Linked DNA regions of Mus musculus: all the other regions are linked to region 3. Evidence: chromatin contacts called from public Hi-C data. All regions are on one chromosome and are shown on one strand. The core of a region is the stretch at or near the end of the contact, and the rest is flanking DNA. Distances in the headings are between cores, read along the strand shown.

Region 1 (3,253 bases), core at 173-2,672, 220 kb before region 3:
TCTTTTCCATAACTGTTAATCAAAGTCCTTCCCCCACCCCCAGGAGGACATTTTTACTATTGATCCAGCCATCAACCTCTTTTGCTAAAATCTTTTCTTGACCAGGTCACCCATAGGTTTTCAGCCTCTCAGGAGGGTCCGTGACAGATACCCACGTCCTCTTAGCATGCAAATCTGCCTAGGTCCCCTGGCCTGGTCATGCTTGTCCCCATGTCTCCCCCCATCACTGATATGCTCACAGCATTGTCCTACAGTCAAACTGCTGCTCAGCACCTGTGACTTAGTGGGGGCTGCCTTGGGTCCTCCTCGGCCTGTGACACACTGTGTACCTGAGTGCCCTACCTGTCTCCTCTGCCAGAGCACTCAGAGCTCTGACATCTAGTTCACCCCCATTCACTGTCACAGGGCTCAGCGCAGCCATGTTGGATGAGCAGCGTCCTAGGAACACCTTGACACCGCCTACCCGGCCAGGCTCTGTGCCCCTGTGTTCCCATGCAGCCTCTGGCAATCTGGTGAGATCAGAATGGAATTATTGTCTTGGCTTTCCTGAAATGAAGACTCACCCCCAGGAGAGCATGATCTCACTGGTACCACAAAGCAATGTGTGATGGAAGTGGGCTCCACACACTGCCAAGTACTGCAAAGCCAGGGAACATGACTGAAGGGATCCGGAGCTCAGTGGGTCATCCTGGGGTTTACAGGGATGGTATGGAGCTCTGGTGGCTAGCCGAGGTTCCTGCAGCAGAGTGCCTTCAAGAGGTGAGGTCTGAGGCTGGAAAGATGGCCCATCAGTTAAGAACTTACATTGTTCTCCTAGAGGACCCAGGTTGGCTTCCCAGCACCCACATTAAGTAGCTCATGACTGCTTTCACCTCGGGAATGACTAGCCCTGTGAACACCTGTACTCACATGTACATAACTACCAGCATGTACCAACATACACAAAATCAGAAATAAAAATAATTTTTAAAAAAGTGAGGTTCTCTCCTTTTCTGTGAGCCCCATTGTTTAGAGGCAGGCAGGCACCTTGGCAGACCCGGGCATTGATGACACTGATAAGGGACCTACAGCCAGCTAGAGGCCAGGGAACTGGCAAGGTCCAGGGGCTGGGATGTTCTTGGTCTGAGATCTTTCCAAGAAGCCCTGCAGTGAGACGACTGGTGCCACAAGGCAAGGAGGGAATTGGTGATTTAGCTGCCCCTGCATAGAACAGGCAGGACACAGCAACAGGCTGGAGCAATTTACTTCTGAGAAGCTCAACACAGGCACAGGAGAGAGTAGAGGCTGCCAGAGTGGACTCAGGCTTCTGGGTCTTGGAATAAGTGATAGGAGGACCCTCAGCTCAGGATGTGACTCTGGTCCTTTAGCTACCAATTAGGAGACTGGTAGTCTGGAGTTTCCCATGGCGACTCTAGGTTCAGTGTCCCTGTAGTCCTGAGCTATGAGAAGCTAGAGGTACGGTGTTGTGGGAAGCCGCCCCCACATTCGCCGTTACAAGATGGCGCTGACAGCTGTGTTCTAAGTGGTAAACAAATAATCTGCGCATGTGCCAAAGGTAGTTCTCCACCCCATGTGCTCTGCCTTCCCCGTGACTACAACTCGGCCATGGGCTGCAGCCAATCAGGGAGTGATACGTCCTAGGCGAAGGATAACTCTCCTTAAGAGGGACGGGGTTTCGCTTTCGTTTTGGGCTTGGGCTTTGGGGGCTTGCTCTCTTGCTCCTAAAGATGTAAACAATAGAGCTCTTGCTCTGCGCTCTGGCGCTCTGGCGCTCTGGCGCTCTGGCGCTCTGGCGCTCTGGCGCTCTGGCTCCTAAAGATGTAAGCAAGGGGCTTGGGGCTTGCACTCTTGCTCCTGAAGATGTAAGCAATAAAGTTTTGCCGCAGAAGATTCTGGTTTGTTGCGTCTTTCCTGGCCGGTCGCGAGAACGCGTGTAAGACGGTGGCCCTCAGTATCTAAAGCTAAAGGGTATGTCCAGACTGTAGCTTGTGGGGTGCATACCTCAAAGACAGCTTTGCGTGCAACCCAACACAACACCATAAAGTTCTTTAAAACATCGAGTTCTTGTGTGTGAACTTCATAGGTGACAGCATCATGTTGCAACATCAAAAGGTTGGACACACCTGGAAGCCCTGGGTGATCTGCAGGAGGAGGAGGCACAGAGAGGGTCCACAGGGAGCCAGGTCAGAAGGCAGGTCTGATTCCTTGCCCCTCTGCTGCTTCCCATTCTCCCAAGCCTGTTACTCGGGCCCTTTCGGGAGCGCCTGTCAGTGTGTCCTTAGTGCAGCGTGGGTCTCAGTGGTAGCTAATCTATCCTCTCCCCAGGGTGAGCGTGTAACCCGTGCTGGGAGCCCTCCTCGAGTGTATCCTCCTCCCTCTAACTGAGCATCTTCAGGGGGATCTATGGAGAAGGACATTGTAGGATTGCTGGGGAAGAGAGATGTCAGTTTGGTGCCACCCAACATAGTGCCCACCTGCTGCCAGCCAGCATCACACCATCTGATGAGGTCATCCTCTCTGGGAGGTTTCCCTGGTGGCTCCCACAAGGCCCTGATCACAGCTTCTTGTTGCAACCAATGGGGCCTAGCTACTTGGAGAGGCAACTACTTAGCTCTCAGGATGGGGGTTCCTCTATCTACCCCCACCCTGCCCTGGAAGGTGGGGCTCTCTGGTCTCTGTTGCCCAGCTGTGGGATATATAAGCAGAGCTCCCTAATTTCCCGATGGGAAAAATCAGAACAACTCTTGGGATGGTGCCCTTGCCAACTTGCCTCAGGTAGCATGAGAGAGAAAGCATCATCTCACCACAGGTGGGAAATCAGGCGGGCCAGTCTTGGCCCTCCCCATAGCCTCTCTGCCTGATTTCTGCTCCTCTGACTCATTTGCTGCCTACCAGGAGATGTGCACGGAGGGCACCGGGATACACATCTATGGAGGTCTTCCCAGCCTTATTGTTAATCTTACTGCTACGCCATGCAGTGTGCGTCTCTTTGTTCTTCTTCATCTATTGAGACCCCAAATTGCCCATTTGTTCCCAGAGAACTGGTCTTTGAATGAACCTTGGAGTTTTGTTCAGTCCCTTCCCCCCAGTTGTCCCTGTATGCTTGTAGAGAAAGAATATTCAGCCATTCTTTCTTCCTAGAATGATTGTGATGGTGGGAGCGACTCATAACAGGGATTTGATTGACAGTTGCTGAATGATGGAGTGAATTGGTCCTGAGGGGCCAGAGCATGAGATGGCCCACCCTTCCCTG
Region 2 (2,810 bases), core at 213-2,712, 140 kb after region 3:
GGCAGCTGGGAATTGATAGCTGCTGGGGTTGGAAGAATTCGTTTTCTTCAGGCATAGAGAAGGAACTAGAGGAGAAGGGAAGGGATGGGAGGTGATAAACCACACTACACGCATGCATAATATGCACAAACAATGGGCGGGGCAATAGCATATAGGCAATGCCCCCAAAGGACTGACATTTAAAACTGGAGATGTAGCCCGACAGCAGAGTGACTGCCTGGCAAGTGCAAGGCCCTGGGTACCATCCCCAGTACAAACAGGAACGATTACACTGGAACAGTGCAAAGTCCAGTGACAGAGTCATGCTAAAGGTTACGCAGCAGCACAGAACAAACAATAAACTCTAAGAAGCAGGGAGGATGCCCGAGAGCACGGAGCTTGGCTTCGAAAGCACAAATAGAATTTCAGCAGATTAAACTTGGGAATGCCAGGCAAAGGGAATGTATTACAAGCACTCAGAGGTGTGAGGCAACAAAGGAAGGCTTGCAGGCAGTACACCTGCAGCTGCTGTGTGAGGTGCCCAATACCCCAACACCCCCCCATCACCTGGCTTCCCCACCCCTCTCACCCTCAGTATCACCCTGCTTAAGCTCATGAAGTCTTGCCAGGTAATGGGGTTTCAGTCTTTATAGCTGAAGACCCTGAGACAGTGGACTGTGGGATGTGGGATTCAGGCATGTAGCCTAGTCATGCCCTTTCTACTGCACACTGCCCTCTCCTCTCTTCAGAGGAAGTTAAATGACTCTCCCTGTCATTCCACCCATGTGGGCTGGGCTGACCCATGCTCATTCACCCATCCTAACCCACATTTCTAATGGTAACCTCTCTGCAGAGCTCAGTGGTCAGCCAGTGATTGCTGAGACACTGTGCTCAAATACCTCAAACCAGTTATCCCTGCCAACGGGTTGGTAAAATGCAAACAAGACACAATTAAGAGAACGGACATGAAGCAAATGTTAAAACTAGTACAAGATTACAGTGACCTTCACAGATCAGCCAGGCAGGAACTGGTCCTCGGCTCATCTACAACTTGAGAATCCTGTAGGAGAGTTCTGGACTAACTCTAGCTCTGGAGCCTGAGATTAGGCTCCCCTCTGTTTGTCCGTCCCCCTTCCCCTCTGCTCTCCACTGTACCCCCCTAATCCTCTCTGCTCCCTTTATACCCCTGCTCCCCTCTGCTCCCTCGTATTCCCCTCTGCTCCCCCTCCTCCCCTCTGCTCCCCTCTGCTCCCCCTCCTCCCCTCTGCTCCCCCTCCTCCCCTCTGCTCCCCCTGCTTCCCCCGCTCCCCCTCCTCCCCTCTTTTCCCCCCTGCTCCCCCCTGCTCTCCTCTGCTTCCCCCAGTCTTCCTCTGAGCATTGTACTCGGTGTAGTTTAATGAGGAAATGAGGAAGGAACAGCACAAATGAGGAAGGAACGTGTGACAGGCAACATTAGTTTATCTATTCTAGAAATGCCAGGAAAAACAAGGACCTTTGAACCTGTCAACCTAACTCAAGTTTTGAATGAGGAAGCGGCGGCCTCTGGGGACTCCCTAGTTACCTAGTCACTGACCATGTCTGCCTCGCCTGCCAACTGTCAGGGTCTCCTGCAGACCCTTTGTAAGGCTGCAGGGCCTTCCTGACACTCTTCCCCGACTAGTTCCCTGGGAACACAGCAAGGATATTTGCTAAATAAACAACAACAATGGCACATTATATTCCAGGTACTGTACTAAAGAAGTTCTAATCAGCTTAAGGTAAAAAAATCTTACAGTGGAAAGCAGAAGTTAAGATTCCTTTGAAAATGGTGCCGCCTTTCTGTCTGACGTACATCATGTTTTCTAAATGGCCATTTAAAAACAGGCTGGTGTAACTATCACTAGAAAAGAAGAGCACTCTGAGCTGTGAGGCCCTAAGGCCCATTCAGTTAGCATTCCTCCTAGGCTCCGCCCAGCAGTTACCTGGCAATAGCCAGGTAGGCCGGGCTTTCGATAAAAGGGGCTGTTTGGCCCCTCCTTAAGCTCTCTGTCCCTTCTCTCTCAGACTCTCTTCTCTCCCTCCTGATCTGTTTCTCTTTCTCTCCCCTCCCCCCTCTCTCTATGTATTCCTCCCTCCCTTCTCCTGTCCCTTCCCCCCTCCCTCTGTGTCTTTCTCTGCCACTACTCCCTTCTCAATCCTCCTTCCCATGCCCCCAAATAAACTCTAGACCTCAGGGGGAAGGGGTGCCTCAGCATGGGCAGGCTCACCTCACCATACCCTGCTCTACAAAACAGATCCTGGCTCGTTTTATAGAACACAACACATCCGCTCCAGGGAAACTCCAAGTCCCTGACTCTCTCTCCCAGCACCTCACAGCACCAGGCTTCCCTTGTCTCCTCCCCACCCCACAGGCAGAGGCTTCTCCAGTGCATTTAACTTAAGACCTACAGGCCCCTATTAGCAATGTGTGTACACACTTTGCCTTAATTTTAGAACTCCAGAGCCTGTGTGACTGCTTCTTCAGAGGACTCATGCGTGGGAGACAGTAAGAACCTGTCTGTCACACATGGGGTCATAGTTGGAGCTGGCAGTCAAAACTTACAGTTGACTCCAAAGGCAGGAAGTGGTAGAAAACTTGCTTTAAAAACAAAATCATGTCTTATATATCCTGGGCTAGCCTCAAACTCCCTGTGCAGCCAAGGACGACTTTGAACTTCTGAACCTCCTAAGTTCTAGGACTGCAGGCAAGCACCACCATGACCAGTTTTATACTGCACCAGAGACCAGCCTCAGAGGAAAGCAGCGTCTGCATCTCCAGCCCTAGGTAACTGTCCCCAGGACACGGGCTACAC
Region 3 (3,118 bases), core at 323-2,822:
TACATGCATTTCTCTCTAGAGGATATACTTAGAAATACACTGTGTCTCCTGTTTTATTAGATCCTGCCAAACTGTAGTTACTATTAACTTACAGAACAAGTTCATGATGAGCATCATAATTGATGAACACATATACACGTATGTAAAAATTTAGATCAGAACCCCTGAAGCACAGGGAAATTATAACTTCCTGAGTGGTTATTACTGCTGTTAACTGTCAGCCCTAGGATAGAATACTAGCCTATTCACATGTACTGGGTCAACTTGGCTAGCTGTAAACATTCCAGAATACCAATGTTCAGATGGACCCAGGCTAGTTGACCAAAAGTTAGCTGCAGAAGGTCCAGGGGCTGGAGGGAAAGTAGAGCCATTGCATTCTGAAGGGCATGGTGATTAGACCCGGTAGGAGAGACAGGCTGCCTGGAGATTCTATCTTCTCTCTCTACTCCCATTCTGCATACTGCTCTCTCCGGCTGGCCAAATAGCAGCTCCTGCCCCATTAGCAGATGTGACGGCAGCAGATTTCTGTGGTCTCCACCTATAATTTGGGGATCCACTCAGCAGCTGGACAGATGTACCTCACTTTCCAAATCCTGTCCTGAACTGACCACCTGCACCAGATTTTCATCATGGCTGGTTAGGGGCGTTTCTCTGGTCTTCGGACTCCCCCTTTTGACGTTCTACTCCTCCGGCTCTTCCCACTACTGCACAAGGCTGTTTCTATAACAAACCCTTTATACTACACATTCATATTGATTCTGTCGCTACTAAAATCTGATTAACTTAGTACCTTCTGACTGAGCCTTCATGGCCTTTACTGTTTGTCCTCCCTCTCCCCCCTTTCCTACTTCAGTGCTGACATTTTCTTTTCTTTTTTTGTTTTTTTGAGACAGGGTTTCTCTGTATAGCTCTGGCTGTCCTGGAACTCACTCTGTAGACCAGGCTGGCCTCGAACTCAGAAATCCACCTGCCTCTGCCTCCCAAGTGCTAGGATTAAAGGCGTGCGCCACCACGCCCGGCTCAGTGCTGACATTTTCATTCATTAACTCATACACAGAAAGCAGAGTTCTCTCCTATACATTTCAGATTACATGTAGATGCCCTGCTAGTTTTGAGCACCATATTCCTGATACACTTTGATGTAACTGCTGGCCAGACTTCCTAGGGCTGTACTAATGCATATATCATTATTGTTCTGTTCCTAGCTAGCCTGGAGTTTTCTATGAAGACCAACCTGACCTACAACTTGTGGTAATCCTCCTGCCTCTGCCTCCAGAGTGGTGGGATTACAGGCATGTGCCGCCACACCCAGCCATTTATCTTGCCTGCCGTCGGCTACGGTCTTTCTCTCCGATACCTCTACCTCCGCTTCAGCACTTGTGCTGTGACCTGCAGTTCACTAAACCTCCCTTGCTGCAGCTCTGGCTTTGCTAATCACACACCCCAGCCTCACAGGCCACAGCTGCTCTTGGTTGCTGGCAGGTCACATCGATAATGTATTAGGAAAATAGATGCTCAGCACCCCGCAGTGGACGACTTCAAATTTAAGCAGTTTTAGAGGACGATATTAGAAACGGCATTAACAAATCATAGTGGCTCACAGCACACGAGTGGGTGCGGCTATTTGGCCCGCCCATTAGCTTGCTTGAGTTTTACAGTAATTGCTCCTTTCTAGGGCCGCCTTTTTGAGTCATCCACCCACAGCTCTCCATTTGCTCATAACCTTTGATCTGAGTTTTATGGATGCTATCTCCTCCTTCTGAGAATCCTCCATATCCTTTCGATTATCTTTGTTTCTTTAGTGCATGGATTCTCCGGCTTTGCAGCTCTTGTCCCACAGACCTTGGTCTTGGTTTTCTCTTTGATCTGACCCATTGCATGCTCTCTCTCTCTCTCTCTCTCTCTCTCCCTCTCCCTCTCCCTCTCCCTCTCCCTCTCCCTCTCCCTCTCTCTCTCTCTCTCTCTCTCTCTCTCTCTCTCCTGACTCCCCGACAACGTTTCTCACGACACCACTGACACTCAGGAGCAGATAATTGGTGGTTTGTGGACAGCAGAGAGCCTGCCCTGGTCCTTAGAATAGCGGCAGCAAGCCTGGTCTCTGTCCTCTAGATGGCGCCAGTGTGCACCCTTGCCCTCGGTTAGAAGCATGCTGCTCCCTGGGTGAGGAACCTCCCAGTTGAGAACCATCCTGGTATTTTGCAGTGATTGATATACAGTGCGTGTTAGGATTTCACTGCTGTGAAGATACCATGGCCAGAGCAACTGTTAGAAAGAAAAAAATTTCATTGCAGCTGGCTCTGTTCCAGAGGTTCAGTCCATTATTATCATGGTGGGAAGCATGGCAGCGTGCTGGCAGACATCGTCCTGAAGGAGCTGATAGTTGAGCTGCAGGCAGCAGAAGGAGACTATGTGCCACACTGCCAGTAGTTTGAGTAATAGGAGACTTTCTAACCCTGCTCCCACAGTGACACACTTCCTCCAGCCAGGCCACACCTCCTAACAGTGCCACTCCCTATGAACAAGCATTTAAACACATGAGTTTATGGGGCCATACCTATTCAAACCACCACAGCACAGCACTCAGAGTCGGGGATGCAGCTTTCTTCCCCACTACAAGCAGAAAGGCAGAGGGTCGGGGTCGTTAGCACTGCTCTGATAGGAAGGCACAGACCCAGCTCTAATCTTACAGAGGTGGCTGGGCCCGCCTCATCTCAGTGTGGCCTGTAGGTTTCCCCTCGGTTCTCCGAAAGGACTGCCCCCTTTGGAGTCAGTGCCTGAGAGGCTGGTGCTCTCGCACCCACTGTGGGGACCCACAGGAACCTTACACTGACTTTGCAAGTGCTCTACCACTGAGTGACATCCCGGGCAGCTTATGATTTAGACTCTTCTTTATGATCATAATTTTCGCTCCCATTGCTGTCTACAAAGAGGTACAATTTGGGATGGAAAGTTTCTCTTGGTTGCCGCTGTCTCCGACCCGCAGAGTCAAGAACGACATGGACACCAAGACGGGTTCACGCAGTCCTTCTTCCGCAGCTTCTTCCTTTACTTGGGGCTCCTTTCACTTAGGGCAAGGGCTGTATTTATACAGTAGCGGCAACTGACCTCATCTAGCTCC

The links. Hi-C and Micro-C count contacts between places; a contact is called where the count stands out from the background.
Region 1: a Hi-C map of the N1E-115 cell line shows a contact between it and region 3, with 6 times the contacts expected there. The contact joins two enhancer-like sites. A contact is called at or near these places in 13 of 484 Hi-C or Micro-C datasets (the AML12 cell line, the HL-1 cell line, the N1E-115 cell line and 8 more), 2 of 115 datasets of contacts at active chromatin or transcription factors (embryonic stem cells and extraembryonic endoderm stem cells) and 2 of 9 other capture datasets (embryonic stem cells and embryonic trunk).
Region 2: a contact with region 3 is called in a Hi-C map of bone marrow-derived macrophages, with 29 read pairs. The contact joins two enhancer-like sites. A contact is called at or near these places in 5 of 484 Hi-C or Micro-C datasets (CD8 T cells, the G1E-ER4 cell line, bone marrow-derived macrophages and 2 more) and 1 of 9 other capture datasets (adipose tissue).

What each region holds. Positions count from the first base shown.
Region 1 is chr7:98,743,994-98,747,246 of GRCm38.p6, forward strand. No RefSeq gene overlaps it. Among named protein-coding and RNA genes, the nearest start is that of Gm33720, 17 kb to the right of the region's middle. Within about 2 kb of position 1,423, at least 7 of the 459 cell types and tissues checked have an H3K27ac peak or open chromatin away from gene starts, as enhancers often do. A contact at or near this core is called in the N1E-115 cell line, where this site is marked.
Region 2 is chr7:99,100,464-99,103,273 of GRCm38.p6, forward strand. The region is part of intron 3 of Uvrag (UV radiation resistance associated gene); the gene reads right to left. Among named protein-coding and RNA genes, the nearest start is that of Uvrag, 39 kb to the right of the region's middle. Within about 2 kb of position 1,463, at least 124 of the 459 cell types and tissues checked have an H3K27ac peak or open chromatin away from gene starts, as enhancers often do. A contact at or near this core is called in CD8 T cells, the G1E-ER4 cell line and bone marrow-derived macrophages, where this site is marked.
Region 3 is chr7:98,960,604-98,963,721 of GRCm38.p6, forward strand. All of the region lies in intron 12 of Uvrag (UV radiation resistance associated gene), which reads right to left. Among named protein-coding and RNA genes, the nearest start is that of Gm33827, 86 kb to the left of the region's middle. Within about 2 kb of position 1,573, at least 100 of the 459 cell types and tissues checked have an H3K27ac peak or open chromatin away from gene starts, as enhancers often do. A contact at or near this core is called in CD8 T cells, the G1E-ER4 cell line, the N1E-115 cell line and 1 more, where this site is marked.